Linked DNA regions of Anas platyrhynchos: all the other regions are linked to region 2. Evidence: chromatin contacts called from public Hi-C data. All regions are on one chromosome and are shown on one strand. Each heading gives the region's core, a stretch centred on a gene start, on an enhancer-like site or on the middle of the called end of the contact. The rest is flanking DNA. Distances are from core to core; before and after follow the strand shown.

Region 1 (4,780 bases), core at 802-3,301, 170 kb after region 2:
CCAGTATGTGAAGCTGGAAGACCTTGAAGAATTCTCATAAAAAAGGACATTCACCAGAAGATTTTGCATAATCCTCAATTCCGCAAGTGAAAAAGAAATATCTATTAATAGTGACTCACAGCTTTTATGAGAAAGCTACATGCTTTTTATAAGCACTTAAGACAGTTACGTAGAACAATCAGACATTTAAAATGCAACTCTCCATGAAGGAATTTTTGATCTATGAAAAATAGATGTACTCTATTTTTTCACATCACAGAAGGTGCAATCATTCACTTCTGAGCACTACTGAAAGTGAGTTCTCTTTAAGAAATTTAGTAGCAAATGTAAAAAATAACACAAGAATTTTTGAGGTTGATCGTTAGCATCTATGATTAAAATGATATGTTTTATTTATTTTGTTAGATGTTCAATATTTTCTATGAATTTATAAATACTTAAAAGCCAAAGCCAACTTTAGATGCATTACAAATTTACATGATTCATACTCATTAATATACATTTAATTGATGTACAGACCTTTTATTTTCATAATGCAAATACAAAATACTATACAATGATACATTTTTATTGCACTGTAAGGATAGATGTGTATGTTTAAATATTGTCTGATTTATGTTAATTAAAATAAGTTTTATTGCAAAGGTCTCACTTGAGAATAGTAGAATAAACAAGAAATGTATACTGTCTGAGCACCAGAACTGCAGTAGTTCTCCCACAAACCAGTGACGACCACCTGATCTTCCCTTGGCTACAGAAGATAATAATATGTTGGAACTTTTTGTTTTCTCCCATGAAATTTTATGACTGAATTCCCTGTCAAAGTCTGCCTTATTTTATATAGTATTTCTACAAAGCATTCCACAGCATATATGAAGAGGTAATACTAAACATCTAATGAATTTCAACATTTTATAGCGTATGTATTTTCCTCTGCCATGAAAGAAACAGAACATAAAACCTCCAACAAAAACCTTTAACTCAACAAGTTTGTAAAGGCTGTGTACCTTCACAATTTGAATGAAACCTTCATAGCAAACACCAGAAAATAATAAAATGTATATTTTAAGAAGTGTCAAAGTCCTAGCCATTTCATTTGAAATGTATACGTACTTTGTAGTTTGCAGATGAACAGATGCATGAAATCCTTTTTAAAATAACTGCTGTCTGGGGAAGGGAGGAGTTGAGGGGGTTGGATTGGCAATAAGGGTGATGAAAGGTGGTATATGGCTAGCAAGTCCCTCTGTTTGTGGCCTGCCCTTGGCAAACCCATCAAACCCTTCTGTGCACTTAAGACACTGTACACAGCTAGAAGCAGTGCCATGCTGTATTGCACTGAAGGACTGAAGGAGTATCCTGTCAGCCTTTCCAGTAGGCAGGAAGCCACTCCAAAAGCACTGAAGGAATTGTTAACTATTGTCAGTTCAGAGTCAATTGACTGATTTTAGAGAAGGGACGTTTTGAACCATTCCTCAAGAATCACAAGCTGAGGAGAGGTGGACGATGGAGCAGTTCAGGGGCTGCAGCAGCAGGAGCCTTAAAGCAGGTAAGAAAGGAACAGGTGACCGCTCCAGGTGTTACCTGTTTCTGTGTTTCTCCTTCATCTCCTAGCTAATGATATTCATGATATGCTACTATTTGTAGCTCACTGCTCTTTGTGTTTGCATTGTGCCTTTCTGCCAGTGCTGCCCTCACCATGTTTGTATGTTCTCCCTTCCTACTTGGTATCTGGGTTAAGTGTTGGGGCAGCAGGCAATTTCCTTTCCTAATTCCCTTTATTTTATCAGTGCTTGTATATTGCCAAATCTGGTGGGGCTCAGACCCTGCCTAGGAACATCCAGACCATACCGATATGTCAGTGATTATAGCTGGATAGAGGGTATGGGGTCCTCGTTGATCTTCCAGGGGTTTGACAATCATTACTGAAGGTTAAAAACAAACAAACAACAACAAACCACTCTATCTTTTCAAAGGGAACGTGCAAGTAGAGGGTGAGTTAGCTGCCAGATGTGTTGTTTTCCTGGCAGCGTTACACTGTGTCTCCATACACATGAATCTATTGTAATCAGCTGTAATTTGCCACCTGGTGTTAATCTCTTCCATTGCATGCAGGCTCCTGTGCCTAGTTCAAGGAAAAAAAAACTACTCAGGCTCCTTTAGAGGAAAGCTGCATCAGGCCTTCAATATCTCTACTAACGAGCTGCAAAGAGGATATGAGAGGAAAAGTAACAGCATAAGAGTCCAGAGAATGCCTTCAGGAAGGGGGTAAAAAACTTCCTTCATAAGCGTAGTTATTGTTCTGGGTTGTATTAACGAACGGTGAAAGCAGTTAATCTGCTATAAAAATGCCTGCTGCATCATCACTGAAAAGATGTGAACAATATGATTAATTCCCTGAAATTCACACTGCGTCTTTAATGCCATTACTTGGAGTGTAGAGCTGTGCTAATCAGCCCTCTGTATCAGCTAGATTTATGCCTGTATTGCTGTACAATAAATTCACTAAATGTAAAACAGTAATTTGCAGCCACTGAATGCAGCTCTGTTCATTCTGTTGCCCATCTAAATTTTCCTGTTGCCAGGGACAGATTATAATTAAAGAAAGTCTGGAACCAGCATGCCTGATCCTCACCCAAGTTCTCTTCCCACTGAGTGTCTCTCAGTGGATTACATCCCTTTTGCTTTTTCAGTCTGGCACCCAGGGATGGAGCTCTGCTGGGGACAGGAACCATGAGTTTACTGATGTATTGATGGTCCTTGACTATGGAAGGGAGAACACTGGAACTGGAAGAGTATGTTTAAAATTATTCCCAGTTTCAGACAGTCTTATACAGAGTCTACACTTTTCCTTTATTCTTGGTTTAATGCTAATACAAGAGTAAATTCCAATGTAGACATGATAATGGAGAGTTCTTTTATTCACCTCTGGGGCTTTAATCTTACAGCTTGTTTTAAAACTGAATAAGGTTCAGCAATTGAGCATTAAATGAGCCGTTCAGAATTGTTAGCTGGTTTTCATGTTACGTGTTTTTATTCAGGCAATACTGCTGCTAAACCTGGCTATCAATTTAGTTGCTTCCAGGTGACTCTGGAGCTGTTATGATCTGGAGAAAAAAAAAAAAAAAGTTGGTACTTCAGCAAATTGCCCAAGATGAATATCTTGGTCCCTTCAAGGGATAGGTATAAAATTCTGGGTAATAACTGCCTTTTACAAAGGAGTTATTGCGTGTAGCCAACTTGTCACAGGTCTGAATCTGGATTTCATACTAGTTTTCCCAATGGCTCTATATAAATTAAAAATCACCCAAAATTAAATGAATGTCTTGGTTTTTGTTTCAGTGCTTTTCTTGGTAGCTGTCTCTGCTTGTCTCAGTAGACACATCATTGATACGATACTTGAGAAAATGTGTCATGAACATGAAGGAATTCAAGCAATGACAAAGCCTTTCCTATATGAAAGAGGAGAAAGGGTAATAAAATTAACTATCTACTAATCCCTCACAGGATGCTCAGAGACAGCACAGGAAAACTGTAGCCAGTTGTGTCCTTCTGTGAGACCAGAAGGGTTTGAGTCATGACTCTGAGTGGAGCACTCCGAAATGAAGTCTCAGAGCTGTTCACAAGCTTCAAAACAAGTAATCTCTCTGCTGACGTGTGACATCATGCCTCCAAGGTACAGTGGTCCCGGGGTGCTCATTAAATGATAGTGGGATGGATTGCATTTCATCCTTACATGATGTTTGGATGCAGAAAACAAGCTTTTAAATTACTGCCATGTCCCTCCACAGCCTGTGCTACAGGTTCAGAACAAAGGGATGTCCAGGTGCTTCACGTACTTTTTTTTTTGTTTTGCTGAAGCTTTGGTTCTGTAGGCAAAGGATTTCTTTGTTGTATCTCCACTAAATGCTTTCTCTTATTCCTGCTTTGAATGTTACTAGGGCAAAGTGTCTCATGTTTTCATTTTTTTTCCTTATTTAACATCTTTAAGGATCTCCTCCCACACTTCCCAAACAAACCTCAGTGAATTTAGCTTTGCAAATCTTGTCTGGTTATGTGTTAGCATCCTCTTTAACAAGCAAGCCAACTGAATTAGAAAAGGCCAGAGGATTCAGAGCCATTAAGCAAAATGGGCTTGAAGCTTCTAAACGCCTCTGAGATCCTGCACCTTCAAGCCCAGCCCATGGAGTAACCATAGGTGTTTCTCAGGCCAGGGAAAGGATTCTCATGTTTTGATCTTCCATTTTTTCCCTCTCAGCTTCTTTGTCTTCCATTTTTCTTCCGATGCCATTTGCTAGAAGTACTTCCCTCAGCTTGCACAGGCTGTGGATCTCCCTCAAACACACAGCCCTAACACTGGGACTAAACCCTGCCAGTCAAATGGACACTTGCTGCTTGCAACAACTGTTAGCACAATGCAGTCTTATTTTTTCTGATACAACTTCAAGGGAAAATACCCGGTATTGGCTGAAAGCCTTACACTGGTACCCGCAGACAGGAGAGTGCATAAGTTAACTGAAGCAGCTTGTGAGCAGTTCATTGCTGCTGCGTGCAGTGTTGTTCTCCCACGTACAAATGGAAGTTCAGGAGTGTTTGCAAGCATCTCTGCCTCTGGGGTTATGTTAGCAAATGCAAGCAGCCCTGGACACTTGAAATTTGAATCTCGCCTTTCTTGGTTTGCTTGCTCCCCCCCTCGAGTGGCAAGAGTCATTGCTAGAGCTAAAACTAATCTTAGTTCAGTCCATGGTAATTAACAAAAGTTACTTCATCCTTTAATCACATT
Region 2 (4,859 bases), core at 1,160-3,659:
AGCATTGGTATCCAATGGTGAAGATGACTGAAAAATTACAAGGATTCTTGGGTAGTTGTTTATACCCATCTGGGAGGAATGTAAAAAGCAAATGGCTCAAAACAAAACAAGGGCTATAGATCACCCTTTGTATTAAACACAATATTTTAAGTTTGAAGGAAAAAATGCTAAATTCTTTTTTTTTTTTTTTTTTTTCAATCACCGTGTTTCTCACAAACTCTGTTGCCTGTGGGATGTTTCCTTTTAGGCATGTGATGCATTTCTGTGGAACCCTGTACTCCTGTTTCAATCTTCTGAAGGCTCACATGTTCTGGGTCTTAAAGAAAGTGCAGTAATCTTTACTTTGATGACAAATACATGATCCCTAACGCTGGAACACAGCTGTCTTTACAGCAGGCCTGTGAATGTGTCTTGCTGATTTTTTTCTTCAACTCATTTTCAGAAGCAGAAACAACCAACCCAGCCGAACAAACATATTGACTTGGGAGTTCAGGCTTCTAGTTTAACAGGAAATGCTTTCCTATTTAGGCCATGCCTAAAAATAGATTTGAAAGCTGCTAATGTGAAATTAAGCTTTAGTCTTAGTTCTAGTACTTAGATGAAGAGCAACTTCAACAATTAGTACCATTTTTCTTTCATATGCATTTTGTTGTTTTACTTAGGTGAAGTTAACACGCAGTGTAGATGGAATTTCTCCTGCTTCGTATGCTTTGGGGCAAGCAGAACTGTGTTTAAAAATCTGTGTATAGTCTCAAAGGATCAGAATTCTTCTTTTCCATTAATAGTTCCCTTGATTATGTCTGGTAGGACTTTAGAAAAGGATGTTATTAAACACCAAATTAGGTGCAAAAAAAAAAAAAATGAACATCAGCTTTTTCCCAGCTTTTTGCTTATCCTTTATAAAAATATATATATATTTTAACCTTAAACTGCTCACACAGTAGCAAGTCTTTCAGCCTGCAAACCACCACTATGCTTCTGAAGTTGTTTGTTTTTTGTTTTCTGCTAGTAATACATATTCTTCTACCTCATCCTTGGAGGTTTTGGCTGAATAGATTTGCCTCTAACTCATGTTTCCTTCAACAAGGAAGGCAGGGGAGTTTTTCCATATAACCAGAAGCTTTCTGTTCAGTTTCAGCAGTGGCATCAGAATAGAGATTGCAGAGACACCCTAGGAGAGATGTATTGACAAAAAGAAGTGTTACTACCATCATTTAGGGACAGAGGATCTGGTAGTGTGAATATTTTTGAGACCTTCTCAGATCTGTCTCCTTGACTGACCTTGGCTGGTCACTTAGCCAATTTACTTCCACATAAGGAAAAAGCGAACCATGCTTAAGTACTCCATGAAGTGTAGCGATGGTTAAACAATACATGCCTGGAAACTGCTTCAGTTTGCAAAAGTGCTGAAGACTTTTTGTGATCCTGTATAAGTCTCCTGCAGCACAAGACCAGAGAGAACAAAGTTTCTGTCTCTCTTGCAGCTGCAATATTTTCCCACCAGTGCACAGTACATATGCAAATGTATTCACAAGTATGCTTACAAATGTCCCTGGGGTTGATACGCACTTCTGTATAACCAAATGTAGAATTACCATTTCTTACACTTTCTTCTGTCTTACCAGTGCTATTGAGAGATATGATTATGCTGCTATAGGACAGAATCTATGAAGTGAACAACGCAATGACAAAAAAAAAAAAAAAAAGAAAAAAAAAAAAGTATATTTTAAAGCTCTAGTAGGCTTTCTTTATGGTGGAAGAACTGGAAAAATGCTGATGAGAATCAGCATTTTCCCCAGTAGCCCATTCAAGAGGGAGTGATGCAGAGACAGCAAAACCTTAAGAGGAATGATGAAGGGAACATGATATATAATACTGCTCTGGTAGATGCCACCACATAACGTTGATACTTATAATCTTCCAAGTTATTTTTATTCTTGCAGAGAGGGAGGTCAGCCCATGTCACAGTTGGTTTTGGTTAGACAAGACCCTGGAAATAGGAACACATGGTGAGAAACAGGAGCGCTTGGTTTCTGCTTTGATATCCAATTACAAGCAATTTTTGGAGGCCAAATTACATGTGGGCAACAGGCCTTGCTATTGGGTGAGATGGAGGAAGCAGGCGTGATGGTGTTTGACCACCTCTGTTCCAGGCTGCAGTTTATATATGTAAATAAAGTAGATTAAACATGGGCTGGACTTGAATTTTTCATAATTTTTCAGTCTGAGAAGGCCTTAAATAATTGGTATTCACAATAGACGGTGTCAAAAGAATCATTAGAAACATAGTCTTGACTGGAAGCTTTAAGGAAAGGTGATAAATCAGTTGCCAAATCTACAGAGAGAGATTTTCAGGGTGGGCTCAGCTCAGCTGCAGGGAATTAGCCAGCCACGCTCCAGGCAGTGGTTCTGGAGGGCTAGGATTTCCCTTGCACTTTGCTTCTGAAACTTGGCTGCAGTAGGCTCGCTGGTTACAGGAAGCCATGTGCTGCATCTGTGTAAATACCTGCAATAACAGTTCTTTGTGTCTATTGTTTTTTGGTAAGATATGTTTCTTAAGGTACCAATGCCAAAACAGAGAGGATGTAGAAAGAAGGTGGGGGTAGCCTCTTGCAATGTACTTGTATCTGTCGTTTGTGGTTGGGAATGCTAAGTGCTGGTATACAAAGTAGGGGAAGGAGAGCTTTTTTTCCCTAATTAGAGGGCAGAAGGGAAAGAATGGTTTTCTCCAGTCAGTTCCTGTAGGCTGTGCCTGTTCTAGCAGAATGTGATTGTTTCTTGGTGTTGATTACTCCTGAATCTTCCTGCTGTCTAGTTCAAAATACTGTCATTTGGTTTTACTTTTGGTATCCATCTGATTAATAGCACAAACAGCAAAGTTTGGTGGGTAGCACTGCAACTCCTATGTTGATGCTTAAGAGGCATAGGCTGATGTATGTGCAATTCCATATGAAATTTGTTTGGTTTTTTAAATCAAAAGTTAGGTCCACTGGGGAAAAGGAATTTGTCTTGCTTTATGGGCTGCTGGTGGGAATTAGACTGTTGGATCCACAAATATTTCTGCTAGTCAATTATGTTGCCAGAGTTGAATTCCCTGTTCCAGCCTTCCAGAGTTGCAGGGGCTCTTCATTCTTGCTAGGGTGAGACCCAGTGTGTTTAGCTCTGCTGAAACTGTCAGGATGCCCCTCGGCCTCTGGCATTTATCACTTCCCAGGAGTATCTGCTTCTGCTTCGCATATGCTAGAGCATTCTCAGAGCTTAATTGAGCAGACAGGAAATAGTTCTATGATAATGAGTGATGTCCCAATTAAGTGGTTCATTCATTAGTTTATAGCAAATTGTCACGATTTATGTGTTGGTGAAGTCAGATGTATGAATGAGAAACAGAACTTTCCAAATGTTTTCTTACTGGAATGGTATTTTCATAAGCTTGGTAGTGTGACGAATTAGACAGCCCTACAAAAAAAATAGTCTAGCAAATCCACTGCATGCTCTATAACACTTTATACCATCTCTCTGTTCACTTTATGTCTTGCAGGACAAGAGAGAGGGAGAAGCTATTTGGCTGAGACCCAGAGTGGATAACATGAAAGTGATTCTAGCTGGCAGGGATAAGCAGGAGGAGGAACTGGCAGAGACTAAGGTAACACCCTCAGCTATGCTAGTCTATCTGTAATCTACATGGATGATAGTTAAGGGACCTCAGACTCAGCTTTGCTTCAGAAGAGCAATAAGTGTTTTTTAAATCTTAGGTAGCCTTCCCCATCTAAAGTATGGTGTATGGTTTTCCATCAACCCTGTTTTACATACCCTATCTTGCCTCTATCTTTTTATGTTCACCACAGTGACAGATTAATTTTTAGACAGTATATAGACCTGGATTTATGCACCTATTTTGCTGTGACTGACAGTAGCTACTTTTGGAGTTCTATCTCTATGTGATTTGAAACTTGTGGAAGTATTTTCATTTCACTTCCACTACGCAATGAAAAAATAATCTCTATCTTTGTAGTGCTCTTTCTTCTCATTGCTTGGGAGGTATTGTACTGTGCTGTAGGTGTTGTTAACACAGCACAAAGATCTTTAATAGTTGCAGTTCTTTATTCAAACATTTGTTAATAATGATTGGTTTGTCTCCTTAGTCATCTATGTTTCGTTTTGTCCACAAGATGGTGTTGATATTCTGCCCTTTTCATGAGCTCTGTGTCAATGGAAACATTCACCAAGGCACATAACCTAGAAAGAGCTCACCATTAGATAACCTTTAGCGTTACCTGCATGACAACCTCTAAGGCCTGGCAATCATTTACAAAGTAGACCTTATCCCCATGAAGTAAAGGAGGTGTAGAAATGGTGGTGCCTCACTGACACCCATTCCCAAAACCAGTGTCCTGCAATGAACTTGAAAACCTGTTTGGTGGTTTGCACAGAACAACAGGGACTAATGCCCACTCCACAGTCCATGGTGCCTTCCACTGATGGGCCTCTGGGATGTGGTGAGTGTAGGGCTTTCAGCAGGCGGAGTCCTATATGCCAGCCTTCAGCCTGCACAGAAACCTCAAGGACTGCTCACCCTTGGAAGAGTGAAGTTGCATCCTGACACAAAATACCAGGTTTAATCTAGGAAGTGCTGGCAAATCGCAATGACAGCAGCACAGTAGAGGGTGCTACTGTGATGCTAGTAACTTTTCTCCAGTCTACCATAATGGATGTTTTAGAATAGTTTTTGTTTATTCTTCTTGTTCCTATTGACATTTCGATCAAAGTAAGTAAAAATACCTAAAAATGTTTTTTACCTGTAGGTATCCTTTGTTTGATCATACACAAAGTACTACTTGGCAATGTCAACATTTTCACAT
Region 3 (4,448 bases), core at 168-2,667, 190 kb after region 2:
TGGTATGCACTAACAGTTCACACACAAGGGAGGCGTTTTTGATTATCTCGTGTCACAGACTGTGTAGTGGCGAGAATACTTGATTGTGAGATCAGCTTCATGCTTGGAGTGTTTTCAGCTCTGTCTAGCAGCTGTACAGTGATTATGCATTTTGCTATTTTTGTTTTTCGTTTAATTTTTAGCTCTTCAGCAGACACAGGAGTGGAGTTTACGATTGCTGTGGAATAAGGGAGTTCCCCAAGCATAAATGGGTACTGGGGGAAACAGTAATCCAGTTGCCAGTGCTGCTTGGTAACAGTGTCACTTGTGGGAAGGATGGGAGTCGTTTCAGCCCTCAGTGATTTGGAGAACAGCTCCAGGATGCTGATGGATCTTCTGACTAATGTTTTTCTACTGAGATCCTGCCTAAGATGAGAGGAATTGTCTAAGGGTTAGGCCTGGGAGCTTGTTTGGGTCAGGGTTATTTTGCCATCCTTCTTAGGAGAGAGCTGGTTTATAGGGAGTGTGCTTGAGCAGTTAATGCTGAAAAAGGGCATTTCGCAATGCTATATGTAGGTTTGGCAGCAGAGGAACACAGTTTATGGGAGGGCTGTCCATGGGGGTGCTGCAATGCCAGTACGTATCTGTAGGATACCAGGTGTTTCCAAAGCAAAGCAGGGGTGGACGTAATGCTGGAAGTGTGAATTGAACGTGTAAAGGTGCTGGGCAATATCAGCATTGAAAAATGACAGTCTGTAGTTCTCATAGTCCAGCAGGACGCCAATCCTTGTGGGGGGAATGGTAATTCTGATGTCTGGTGTCATCCCGCTGTGCAGGAATTCATATTTGTGCCTGTAGGCAAGAAGCACAGTCAAATACCGAAGGGTGCCCTGCTTCTCTCAAAGAGAAGCACTTTGTGCGCGCAGGTATGTGGCAGGGTGTTCCACTTCACATGTGTGCTATGGACAGTCCCATCCCTCCTGTGTGCCCCTGCCCCATGTTTACTGCCCCTGCCCCTGCGCTGAGCAATGGCTGTTTACCTGCAGGTGAGTGCTACTTTTCTACACAACCTTATCCCTCAGTGCTCAGATCTGCCTGACCCATGTAACAGGCCTTTACTTCATGTTCCCAGCTGGCTGCAAATGGCTGGGTGGAGACACTTGGGAAAGGATGAGGTCAGAGCATGTTAATTTTTCTCTTCTATTAGGTTTTATCTGAAGTCATCCCTTACTGTCTGAAGGAGCTGTGCTCTTTCAGGCCAGTTAGGCTTGCCCCAGAGCACCACTTGTTGGCTCCTCAGCCTTGCAGCTCCACAGCTGTAGGCCCAGCCAAGGAGAGTTGATGAGGTGACTCAGCCAGGCCCTGCAGTGCTGCCCACTTGCTCCCTGGGGCCTGTGGTACCGAGCCCCCTTTCCTGCCAAAGGCACAGGAACTGGGAACTGCTCACACCCACGTCTGCAGCAGCAATGAGGGAGTGTAATCCCTCGGGCAGAGTCTGACTCAGAGTGTGGCTCGGCATCCTCCAGACTATTTGATTTCATTTTTCAAACCCCGTTCTCTAAATTAACGTTTCTGGCTGCTCTTCCTACAAGACAGCTCCCTCCTCAGCCAGGGGGGTGTAGATGGGGAATTTCCAGCCCTCATTTACTAGAGGGTGACTTCTTTTAATCATGATTCCTGAGCTGTGGATTAATGGAGGCCGTGAAGGTGCACTTGTACATAGCTGCTTTGTCGTGAGGGTAGCCCTCTTCTTCCATATGCAATCACCATTTGAGTAATGCTGAGGTCCTGTAGCAGTTACTCAATCTGCTCTCCCTAGTGTGGCACGCTGCAACCAAAAATATGAGACTTCTATGGGAACGTGTGCCTTTCTGAGCTGAAGTGAGAAGATTTATTCAGCTAAAGTGAGTTATCTGGTATTTCACAAGGGCCAGCTTCTTCACTAACCACCTCCTCCACCCACACTGCTCAAACCTGAGAAAATTTCCCTGTAGAGCTGGGTATGACAGTGACTCAAACTGAGCAATGGCCTGGCTCTGCATTCTCTTCCCTGAAGTCCATGCTCATTGCTTCAGAAGAATAAGAGCAAACCTCAATGTACCTCTTAGCTCAATGTAGCAAGCAAATCAAATTAGCCTTCCTGCAGTGTATGGAAGAGTCATTAACCTCAGTGGGTTTCGTCGCTCTCATTAAGCAGCACTTCTCGCTGTGTGGGAGGCAAATGCCAGCACTGTCAAGGACTTTGGTTGTGCAGCAGGCCGATGGCTGGGGAGTTGTGAGCAGCAAGCACCTGGGAGTGTGTGCTCCCGCCAGCTCAGCTGCATCTAAAACCTCTCTGTGTACCAGCTGGCAAGGACAGGAAGCTTTGGAAGCACGCTGTGCCATCATTACCATCTGCTGACAGTGTGCATGCCGGAGCTCTCAGGTGGCATCCAAGTGTCCTGTTCAGGGGTCCCAGCACCACACTGGCAATTCATGCAGGCTGAGTGGCGTTCAGACAGGCGATGGGAGTTACTCAGGGATGCCTGAGGCTTGCTCCTGGGTCCTTCACAGGGTGCCTGAATCTCCCGTGAGATTCTAAGGTGATGATGTTAATTTAGTTGTCATTGTCCAGGGGAGAGCCAGCAGTCCCAGCTGAGGCATAAGGGGAAGCTGGCATTTCTGCGTGCAGGTGTGGCTGTCTGGTACCTCCATGAGGACAGAGGTCAAAACACGGTGCATACAGCTGGGTTTAGCTAGGTTTGTACTTCCTAAGTGGCATAGATCTGTTACTGGCTGTCTTCCCACTGGGGTTTCAGTGACCTATAGCTAACTTCTGTAATGCAGATTCTGTTCAAATTTTTGTTCCTGGGACTGCCTCTTTCAATGTGAGAATGTCATAAAGCAGTAGGATGTGCTTAAAGGTTCCAGTATCCATCCAACACCGCATTACAGTGCCTATGGTGGAATAATCACAGGCCCCTGGTTAAGTGTTCGGCTGGGGCTTTGATGTAAGATCTCCAGCCACCCCTACAAGCCTGAGCTCTCTGCTGCTCTGTCTTCAGGTGTACATGCAGGAGGTGTTGTGTAGGAGACCTGTAGCCTCCAACAGCTCTTACCTTGATGGTGTGATGATGTGCCTCATGCACCAGGATGAGTTGTTTGCCCCCAGATAACCATGCCTCGGAGTGTTTTCAAAAGCCACACCAATTCTGTACTCTGTATCTTCCTCAGCTTCCACCTCCCAGTAATGCTTCCCTGGGAATGGGATCAGACTGCCCAGGATCCCAATGCACCTGTGAGAGACAGGAATATGCTCTGGCAGGAACTCTTTGCAATGCTATTTAAAATGTTTAACTATGTAATATACCTGGATGTTACATATCAATAAATAGTGTTGTTTCCTTAGTGCAGCGCGGATTTTTGATGACAGTGAAGTCCACATGCTGAGGAACTGACAGGTTTCTTTGTGACACCAACCCTATTTTATCTTTGGGCAGCTTTGTATGAATGAATGCCCTGGGCACTTTCAGGACTAGGGAGAATAGCATCCTGTGCTGCCTGGGTTGTCTGGGGAAATTTTTACTTGCTAGAAGAGTGCTCTGGTAAACCCCAGTGTAGTAGGGAAAAAATCTACACGTTTTGTGTTTTCTTCCCAGACAAGCCGGGAAGAAATTTTATGTCACCCGCTATGAGGAATGGAGCACTGTAACAGTGTGAAACTGCTGGGGCAGCTGGGGAGGGGGAGGCCAGCCTGCGCTGTGGGTAGATAAACCACCAAGAATTGAACATGGTAGTAGGGCATGGAATATGCTTGGGTACCTGGGCAAGTAAATGTTTTGACAGTAGATTTTGGCTTCTATCCTCAAAGGTAGGAACCATAGTCTGCTATCCTTTGTGATAGGAACCATGTAAAACATACTTAAAAAAGATGTCTGAGAAAAACTGACAGAGATAACACGCCACAGAGACCCTTCAGCTTGTTTTATGTGAACAGTCTGTAAGTCAAAGGAGTTGGTACCTTTGAAGAGGCAAGTCTGCAAAAACAGTTTCTGAAGCAAGAAAACTGGGCAAAAGGACCCATGTGAAATGCTTCTGAAACACCCCAGCTCAATTTAAGAGGGCAGCATGAGTCCTGTAAGACTACACCCCAGCTTTGCTTCAGAAGAAGTGGATAGTGTATGAACTGTCATTGCTGCATCACAGGGCATAGCACGTTTCAAAACACACCTGAAGATTTGGATGTGGAGTCACAGCCTCTATATTTTTGAGGTAGAATTGTCTAAGGATATAAATTACAGAGGCAAAGGATGTTGCTGGTTGAGCTTCTCTACCTCCAGGTAATACCGAGAAATAACTGCACTCAGCATGCTGAGGGCCTGATGTGTAACAACAGGCACAGCGAGGGTGGGCTGTACTTTGTGCCACCCCAGCAGCAATCATGTAAAGTAAGTGTACAGTTCATTAGAAGTGCATGTGTGTGTCTTGGG

The links. Hi-C and Micro-C count contacts between places; a contact is called where the count stands out from the background.
Region 1: a Hi-C map of subcutaneous adipose tissue shows a contact between it and region 2, with 2.3 times the contacts expected there. The contact joins the enhancer-like site here to the promoter of LOC101793360 in region 2. A contact is called at or near these places in 3 of 8 Hi-C or Micro-C datasets (liver, skeletal muscle and subcutaneous adipose tissue).
Region 3: a Hi-C map of F1 follicle shows a contact between it and region 2, with 4 times the contacts expected there. The contact joins the enhancer-like site here to the promoter of LOC101793360 in region 2. A contact is called at or near these places in 2 of 8 Hi-C or Micro-C datasets (F1 follicle and liver).

Annotation. Positions count from the first base shown.
Region 1 is chr11:14,981,775-14,986,554 of IASCAAS_PekinDuck_T2T, forward strand. It overlaps LOC101793360 (high affinity cAMP-specific and IBMX-insensitive 3',5'-cyclic phosphodiesterase 8A), which reads left to right. Exons shown (of 28, transcript XM_027466406.3): 23 at 1-3,673. Among named protein-coding and RNA genes, the nearest start is that of FSD2, 39 kb to the right of the region's middle. Within about 2 kb of position 2,052, at least 2 of the 8 cell types and tissues checked have an H3K27ac peak or open chromatin away from gene starts, as enhancers often do. A contact at or near this core is called in subcutaneous adipose tissue, where this site is marked.
Region 2 is chr11:14,815,669-14,820,527 of IASCAAS_PekinDuck_T2T, forward strand. LOC101793360 (high affinity cAMP-specific and IBMX-insensitive 3',5'-cyclic phosphodiesterase 8A) reads left to right here and starts at 2,410. Exons shown (of 28, transcript XM_027466406.3): 1 at 2,410-2,541; 2 at 3,539-3,643. The coding sequence starts at 3,587.
Region 3 is chr11:15,002,349-15,006,796 of IASCAAS_PekinDuck_T2T, forward strand. FSD2 (fibronectin type III and SPRY domain containing 2) reads right to left here. Exons shown (of 13, transcript XM_013106377.5): 12 at 3,078-3,254; 13 at 1-831. The coding sequence ends at 579. Among named protein-coding and RNA genes, the nearest start is that of FSD2, 18 kb to the right of the region's middle. Within about 2 kb of position 1,418, at least 4 of the 8 cell types and tissues checked have an H3K27ac peak or open chromatin away from gene starts, as enhancers often do.